Regions from separate parts of the Mus musculus genome. Here all the other regions are linked to region 1. A link is a contact called in public HiChIP or PLAC-seq data. All regions are on one chromosome and are shown on one strand. Each heading gives the region's core, a stretch centred on a gene start, on an enhancer-like site or on the middle of the called end of the contact. The rest is flanking DNA. Distances are from core to core; before and after follow the strand shown.

Region 1 (2,700 bases), core at 105-2,604:
TCTTATATAGGGACTGGAGAGATGGCTCAGTGATTAAGAGCACTGGCTGCTCTTCCAGAGGACCCAGATTCAAGCCCCAGCCCTCACGTGGCAGCTCACCCTGGTTGCAGGGGACCGGCCTTAGTCATTGATCTATTGCTATGAAGAGACACCATAGACACTCTTAGAAAGGAAAACGTTTAGTTAGGGCTGCTTTATAGTTTCAGAGTCTTAGTGCATTATCACTGGGCAGAGAACATGGCTACACATAAGCAGACACAGCGCTGGAGACGGAGTCAAGGTTCTACATCCAGATCCACAGGCAGGAAGAGAGAAATGAAACCCAGGAGCCCACCCCCAGTGACACACTTCCACCGACAAGGCCACCCCTGCTAATCCTTTCAAATACCACCACTCCCTATGAGCCTACAGGGGTGAGGTGGGGGTGGGGTGGGTGTGGGGGGCATTTTCATTCAAACCACAACGTGATCCAGTCCCATAATTCTGGCTTCTCCAGGAGCCAGGCCCACATCTGGTGCACCGATGTACAAACAGACCAAATAGCCATACACATAAAAATAGAAATGACCTTGTTTTAAAGTTAAGGCTATCAGCTGAGGGTGGTGACACATACCTTAAGATCCAGCACTCAGGGAATCAGGAAGGTGGATCTCTGTGAGTTCAAGACCAGTCTGGTCTACAGAATGAGCTCTATGACAGCCAGGGCTACACAGAGAAACCCTGTCTCGAAAACAACAAAGCAAACATAAAAGCCCTCTATATGGTAAGGCCATGCTATCTGCCATAGCTTCAGTTTGGTTGCCCTTGATTTCCCTCTCGTGTTGGATCGTTCTGTCTAGGACTATAGCATGCTTTGAGTAAGAGTGTGAGGATGGCGTCCTCCTGTTGCTCCTGACCTCAAGGAATGCTTTCAGCTCTTCCCACTCAGTACACACAGCCTTTGTTGTGAAATGTGTCCCTCTGTGCCTGTCCTTTCTTCCCTCTGTCTCTCTGTTTTCCCTTCCTTTTTTTTTTTTTTTTTGTACTGGAACCTGTAAGGGTCTATCATTCTCTGAAGAATGATACCCTGGACTCAAACTATGTAAACACAACGAGTGTTTTATTCTGCACAAGTCCAGCATGCTGGGGTCTCCCATTACCCGAATAGAGAGACACACAGGTGAGCTCACAGGCCTGATTTAAAGCACGTTAGGGAATTTCTGGGTAGGTGACCTCTGTGTTAATCTGTTGGGTCCATCTCTATGCAGATTCCTTTACCTGGGTGTAAGGGCTGGGAACCTGCTGTGGAAGGTCTGGAAGCTGCTGCTGACCCATTGTCCTTGCCTCAGGCCAGATGATGGGCGGGGCAGCTTCTGGGGACTTGCCTGGACTTGCCCGGTTCTCAGAAACAGAGATTTGGGCCTAGTCTCCTTAACTCCCAATGTGAAGCCTATCAAAGAATCAGCCTGGCCTTCTCAGAACCCACTAAAGTAGAAATTAAAAGTATGTTGACCAGGCTGGCCTCAGACTCACAGAGCCCTACCTGCCTCTGCCTCCTGAGGGCTGGCATTACAGACATGCACCATCACAGAGTACCATGGGTTCTTCCTGTGTCTGATGTCACGATGGTCATACAGCCTTTCTGTCTATCATTCTGTTAATGTGATAAGTTTATTGGTTACACGTGTCAAATCATTCTTGCCTCTCTGTTATGACTCATAGATTTTGTCCTCTTTCTCTGTTTGTTTGTCTCTTTCTTTCTTGATTCATTCATTTATATGAAAGCTGTCTGCATGGACACCTGAATGCCATCAGATTGCATTACAGATGGTTGTGAGCCACCATGTGGTTGCTGGGAACTGAACTCAGGACCTCTGGAAGAGAAGCCAGAGATCTTAACATCTGAGCCCAGTCTCTTGCTTCCTCCGTTTTCTTTCTTTCTTTTTTTCTTTTTTTTTGGGTTTTCGAGACAGGGTTTCTCTGTATAGCTCTGGCTGTCCTGGAACTCACTCTGTAGACCAGGCTGGCCTTGAACTCAGAAATCCACCTGCCTCTGCCTCCCAAGTGCTGGGGTTAAAGGCGTGCGCCACCACGCCCGGCTCATTTTCATTTTTTAAGATGTATTTATTTTTATTTTGTGTGTATGAGTGTTTACCTGCATGTATCTAAATGTACCAGGTGTATTGCTAATGTATACCAGGCTGACCTCAAATTTTGAGAGAGCTAGCTGTCTGCCTCTGCCTCCCAAGTGCTGGGATCAAAGGTGTGGGCATGCCCGTGCCCATCCACGCCCAGCAGCTCTAGATGTCTTTAACTTGACTTTCTTATTGAAATATAGTTTCTTTTGTGTGTTTGGATGTGAGTCCTCTTATTTTATCATACAATTCACTCATCAGTATTATAAAAACTAAATACAAGGCCGGGCTGTGGTAGCGCATGCCTGTAATCCCAGCACTTGGGAGGCAGGCGGATTTCTGAGTTCAAGGCCAGCCTGGTTTACAAAGTGAGTTCTAGGACAGCCAGGGCTATACAGAGAAACCCATCTCATGTACCCCTAATTCTCAGTAGCAGGCACAGAATCACCCTGGTTTTTTGAATACCTGTTCCCTGTTGTCTCACTGAGACTCTCCTGGTGTGTCTCCTCCGCAGCCCATCTGTTTACCTTTTAATTTCACATGGTTGTCTTTTTCATTTCTGGATGTTGTAGTTAATTTTTTTTTT
Region 2 (2,700 bases), core at 189-2,688, 540 kb after region 1:
GGGCTGGGGTGGAGGTGGGAATAGGGATGGGCTGGACTGGGGCCAGGCTGAGGCTGGAGCTGGGCCAGGACAGGACCGGGGGCTAGGGCTGGGGCTGGGGCTGGGCCGAGGACTGGGCCGGGGCTGGATGGTAGAACTCTTGCTGAGAACACAGTCTATTGTTCAGTCCCCAGGACCACACTCAAACAAGAAATTCTCTCCAGCAAACACAGGCACCTCCTCCTTGCTCCCCTGATTGCCTCTGAGCAGAGCCTTGAGAGGCTTGGCCACTGAACCTGTACACTGGGAGAGCTGGAGAAGCCCAGCATGGGCAAGGCCAGCGCTGAGGGCCTAGTCTACTGTATCCAGATTGTTCTCTCGCCTAACCTGCCTTCCTCTCCCTTCTTCAGACGACTAGACCTTTCCTGTCCTTCAAGTCCTCTCAGGCTCAAAGCCTGACTGAGCTTGAGACAGTGAACTCTCTCTGGCCTCATTTCCTTGACCGTTAACTGGAGGCAAAGGAAATCCCCCCTCCTCTGCTGAGGCATCAGGAGAGATGGGTGGGCAGTGGGTGCTGGCGTGTGCATGCACACACACACACACACACACACACACACACACGCACACGCACATGCACGTGCATGCAGACAGGCACACACACTGCTCCCAGCCTCCAGGTCTGGCAGGACAACTACACTATACACGGTTGGTGGCACTCTCCATTGTGGCACCCCAGCTATTTGAACCCACTAGGTGCCCCTTGGCCTGAAAATGGAAACTGGTGCACAGAGCCCAAATCAGGGATAGGAAAGGTCCTGTGGCTCTGCTGTGTCGTGGGGTAAAAGGCCCTTGCACCCCAGGCAGTCAGGCAGGCCTTGCCAAGGGACACTACTGTTTACTGCTAACATCAGCTAGGAAAATCACCCAGAAAACAGACTACGGAACCTCAAGAGGCCTGCAGTCCCACAGGTGCCCTGGATGCTGAGGGTTAGGCAGGATTCCTGAGATCTGAATCCAGACCCAGCCAGATGATCTGCCTATAATTGTGGGCTCCAAATTCCTCAGCAGGTTGCCAAGGTCACCTCCTGGGTCCCTCTGGCTCAGGTTTGGACATGCAGCCTGGGTTCCCAGTGTCAGTGGAGCCCTGGACATGCAGTCTTTACTCGTATGGTGCTATTTGGTCCCTTAGCTCAAGATTATAAGGGAACTTTGAACCCTGTCACAGCCCTGGTGTTTAAAGTAAATCTGGTGGCTTCTTAAACCCCAGCCCCTCCCCTGCAGCCAAGCTCCCCCCACCCCTGCCCCAACTGCTCTATCCCTTGACCTCATGTGGAGGAGCCTGATAACCCATTTTACAAGTGGCATGTAAGGTCGAACAATGTCTTAGCCAGGAACCTAACTTCCGGTGTTCGTTCCTGTGTAAGCCTCCTGCTCTCAACCCCTTCCCCCTCCCCCTGGAAACCCCGTCTCTACTTAGTGACTCACTGCAAGTCTAGATAAAGTTCTTTGTTACTGCCTTGAAGCTACTGAGGAGGACACACGGAAGCACACACGCACGCACACACACACACACACACACACACACACACACACACGCTGCCGCTCTCGTCACTACCTCCCCAGCACTACCTAGGTTGGACCTCTTCCATGGGGCCTGAGACAAGGCTTCCCATCACCGTTTCCCCACCACTGTCTCGAGAGGCCTGAGAGCTCTCGGAAGCCGGATCTTCTGAGGCCTGAGACCTGCGCCCACTCTTCTGTGTTCACCCTCAGGGGTCCCTTGCCCGTGTCCATGGTTCACTTCTTCTATGGAAGGCATCTTCTTTTTTCCAGGAACACATTGCTCTTCACCCTGCAGGTGGCAAACCGCAGTCCCCCGTGTCTTCCATTGCTGGGCCCAGTAATTAGCAAAAACTCATTAGTTTATAGCCTGTCTCTAGGCCCTACCGGAAGCAAGTACAGACTCATCCCCACTGAGGCCACCTAAGTCAGGCGGCTCCTCCAGGAGTCAGGAGACAGAGCTAGACAAAGGATCCTGGTGCTAGACAAAGGACGCGACCCTTCAGCAGGGCTACGGCTGCCTGCCCTTGACCCTTGAGTCTTGGGCTCCCGTGTCTTTAACTCCTGGACTTGGCTTATTTCCTGTATCTAAACCAAGTGGTGCCGCCAGCCTCAAGGTCCCTGTTTTCTGTGTCCATTCTTAACAGGTGTTGTCTGAAATAGCCTTTGGCATGCTTCCAGTGACACAGGACACAGCCTCCTTGGTGTGCTCTCTTGGCAGGTGTGGGCTTAGAGTAGGGAAGGCTACAGCCGGGGACTACACCCTGTCAATTACTGGAGTGATCCGTGTCACAGATCCAGCATGATGAGGGTGGGGCAGAGAGCGCGGCAGGCAGGAAGTCCAGAGATCTGGAGGGTGAGTTTCAATGGGACAGTGAAGGAGAGGGCGTTCCAGCAGAGAAAGCTGGGAGATGCACTGAGACAAGGATCCCCTAACTCCCCCGGGGTGGAAGTGGCCAAGGGGGCAGAGGCTGCTGCCTGGGACTGGGGGCCATATGCAGCCTTTGGATGTGAGCCCAGCAGCTCCAAGGAGCCTGGCCAGGGTATTGCCAGACTGCATTTAGTGTATCCCTCTGGGATCTGTGTCTTGTCAGGCTCTGCCTGCTTGAGAAGAAAAGGCTTGCTTCATCGTTCAGCATGACCCCCATGCCTCCTCCATCT
Region 3 (2,700 bases), core at 158-2,657, 570 kb after region 1:
AACTTGGTGGGGGCAGGGATCTGCTACCGGGAGGCTCTGGGCCCTGTTCTTGAAGGCCAGTTAGAAGTGACCATGGTCACTTCAGTGAAGTTTAAAATGATTCGCGGGGCAGAAAACGTGGAAGAGAAACCCCTGCTTATTTATGCGGGCTTTCAAACCATAAAACTCTCGTTTTCTCTCTGTAGCTATTTATATCCTGAGCGGGTGTAAAAACTGTCCCCATATGAAGCCCAGGTCTGAAGTAATATAAACGAAAAATAGCCATCTCCTGTTTTATTTATTTATTTTTAATTTAAAGCAAACGGTTTCACCTATAGTCCCCAGGTTTGGTCGCTGGCGCGGGGGGTGGGGCAGCCCACCCAGCCCCACAGGCAGCTGTCAGGCAGTGACGGGGCCCCTCGCTTGATCACTCCAGGGACAAGGACGCCCAGGGCTGGGTGTCACCGACTCCTCCGCGTTCAGGCTCTTAGCCCTGCGGGCTGGGGGAAGGGCCCGGGTCTCGGGAAGTGACCCTCCTCTTCTACCGAGCTGGGGACTCAAGCTCCTTCTTTTTCCCCCTCGCGGTGGGGCCCCTAGTCGATCTATGTCCCTCCTGCTGTCCCGGGGCCACTCGGCACCTCCCCTCACCCCGACGGCTTCGAGGCCCTCCCCGGCCGAACATCCCGACTCCTCCCTCGGCCCCTCAGGCAACGTGGGGAGCCGGTGGCCCCCAACCCAATTAGCGGGGAGCTCCATCGTCTCCAGGCACAACCGCTTTCCTTCCCTCGGGGGACACTGCCACCTGAGAGCCTCGTCCCCAGGTTCCCTTGCTCTAGTACATCTCGATCGCCCCTGGGCGACGCGGGGGCGCAATTAGTTTCTTCCAATTAGTTTCCCCTCTTTGTATAGAACCCATTCAAACTGTGCGCGTACTCCTCCGCGCGAGGGGGAAAGTAGTCCCGACCTTGCCCGCGATTTCTGTTCTCGCGTCGGGCACATTCACTTTGGGAAGCCGATGGGACGCTCGGCGGGATCCCCGGGGGAGGTGGCGCGGGGCCCACAGGGTGCGAGCGGAGGGAGCGGGGCGCTGGGGAGGGGGAGGGGGCTAACTCCTCGCTGTTGCCTCGAGAGATGGATCATGGGGCGTAAAGCGATCGCAAACCTCAAACCACGTACAGTGGGCGATACGCGTCAACCCAACCTGGCCAACGGAAGCACAGAACCTTCCCCCTCCTTCCCGTGATCCCGCCCCCGTGGCCTGACGGACGCGCACAGAGACCTACCATGCCCCTGCTTGCCGCCCGGATCCCGTGAGAGCCAATGGAAGCTCGCAGGGGCGGAGCTTGCGAGCGACGGGTTAGGCTGTGCGCGGCCCTCCTCCCCCCCAGGCTCCGCCCCTCCCCCCCGCCCGCGGCTCCCGGAGTAGTTAGAGCCAGCGAAGTGCGGGCGGCGATGAGAGCCAAAGTTGCGCTCCGTTCGGCATCGGGGGCTTGAGGCGGCTCGTTGCTCCGCCCGTCTGGGCCTCCTCTAGCCCCAACTCCCGCCAGCGGATCCCGCGCGCTCGCCCGCCCGGCCCGGCGCCCACCTGCGCCCCCTGCCCGCGGCCCGCCGCCCGCGCCTCGCGAGCCGGGGTCCCCGTCACTTTGGCCCGGCCCCGGGCCCCGCCGATGCCGGCCATGGTGGAGAAGGGCCCCGAGGTCTCAGGGAAGCGGCGAGGGAGGAACACGGCGGCCTCCGCAGCCTCGGCCGCCGCCTCGGCCGCCTCGGCCGCCGCCTCAGCCGCCGCCTCGGCCGGCACCGCCTCCGCCTCGGCCGCCGCCGCCGCCTCGGCCGCCGCCGCCCCCAATAATGGCCAGAATAAAAGTTTGGCGGCGGCGGCTCCCAACGGGAACAGCGGCAGCAACTCCTGGGAGGAAGGCAGCTCGGGCTCGTCCAGCGACGAGGAGCACGGTAGGTGGCAGCCGCCCCCGCGCCCGGCCCGTGTCCGCGCCCGCGCTGACCGCCGTGCTCTGCTTCCCCGCAGGTGGCGGTGGCATGCGGGTGGGACCCCAGTACCAAGCGGCGGTGCCCGACTTCGATCCTGGTGAGTAGCGAGTGACGGGAGCTCGGGAGACAACTTTGTTTTTTGTGCGTGTTGGCCTTCGGTCCGCGGGGGCACACGGGGCGCGAGGGCAGGCGGCGCGGCACGCTCGCACACGAGTGTGCTGCAGATTCGGGTGCGGGGAGGCCATGGGCTCCGGTGGGGACAGCACTGGGCCCGCAGTGTCCCCCGGCTCTGAGAAAGCCACACCTGGCCGGGGTGGAGTGGGATGTCTCTGCCTCCAGGTGTGGTGTACCGGAGCTAGGACGGGATCCCGGGTGGCAGTGCTGGAGAGTTGGCGTCCTGGGGCGCTCGGACCCAGGGCTCCGCAGAGACTTCTTACTTCAAACTGGCTCCTAGCGTTACCCTGCCAACCCTACGCTCTTATTGCCTCTTGACTCTCATCCCGTCTTGTCCCGTCCGGTCCCATCCTGTCCCATCCCATCCCATCCCATCCCATCCCATCCCATCCCATCCCGAGGGCTGGTGGAGTAAAGATCTTCCTGTCCCTCCACCCCAATCAGGTAATAAAAGAAGTGTGCTTTCCAGAGAGCATCTGTCTAGATAAGAGAGCCCGACTTGTGGCTGTTATTTTAAGATCTGTTTGTAAATGTGTGTTTCCTTTATTTCTTTTTTCTTTT

The links. HiChIP or PLAC-seq counts read pairs in DNA pulled down with a chosen protein or histone mark.
Region 2: an H3K27ac HiChIP or PLAC-seq map of trophoblast stem cells shows a contact between it and region 1, with 11 read pairs. The contact joins two enhancer-like sites. A contact is called at or near these places in 4 of 115 datasets of contacts at active chromatin or transcription factors (embryonic forebrain, extraembryonic endoderm stem cells, memory CD8 T cells and 1 more).
Region 3: a contact with region 1 is called in an H3K27ac HiChIP or PLAC-seq map of trophoblast stem cells, with 10 read pairs. The contact joins the promoter of Rcor1 here to the enhancer-like site in region 1. A contact is called at or near these places in 1 of 484 Hi-C or Micro-C datasets (embryonic stem cells) and 4 of 115 datasets of contacts at active chromatin or transcription factors (double positive thymocytes, epiblast stem cells, memory CD8 T cells and 1 more).

Annotation. Positions count from the first base shown.
Region 1 is chr12:110,471,102-110,473,801 of GRCm38.p6, forward strand. The region is part of intron 3 of Ppp2r5c (protein phosphatase 2, regulatory subunit B', gamma); the gene reads left to right. The region is part of intron 5 of Gm19605 (predicted gene, 19605); the gene reads right to left. Among named protein-coding and RNA genes, the nearest start is that of Gm19605, 13 kb to the right of the region's middle. Within about 2 kb of position 1,355, at least 36 of the 459 cell types and tissues checked have an H3K27ac peak or open chromatin away from gene starts, as enhancers often do. A contact at or near this core is called in embryonic stem cells, epiblast stem cells, extraembryonic endoderm stem cells and 1 more, where this site is marked.
Region 2 is chr12:111,006,438-111,009,137 of GRCm38.p6, forward strand. The region is part of intron 1 of 6030440G07Rik (RIKEN cDNA 6030440G07 gene); the gene reads left to right. Among named protein-coding and RNA genes, the nearest start is that of 6030440G07Rik, 13 kb to the left of the region's middle. Within about 2 kb of position 1,439, at least 126 of the 459 cell types and tissues checked have an H3K27ac peak or open chromatin away from gene starts, as enhancers often do. A contact at or near this core is called in extraembryonic endoderm stem cells and trophoblast stem cells, where this site is marked.
Region 3 is chr12:111,037,960-111,040,659 of GRCm38.p6, forward strand. Rcor1 (REST corepressor 1) reads left to right here and starts at 1,408. Exons shown (of 12, transcript NM_198023.3): 1 at 1,408-1,929; 2 at 2,003-2,062. The coding sequence starts at 1,647.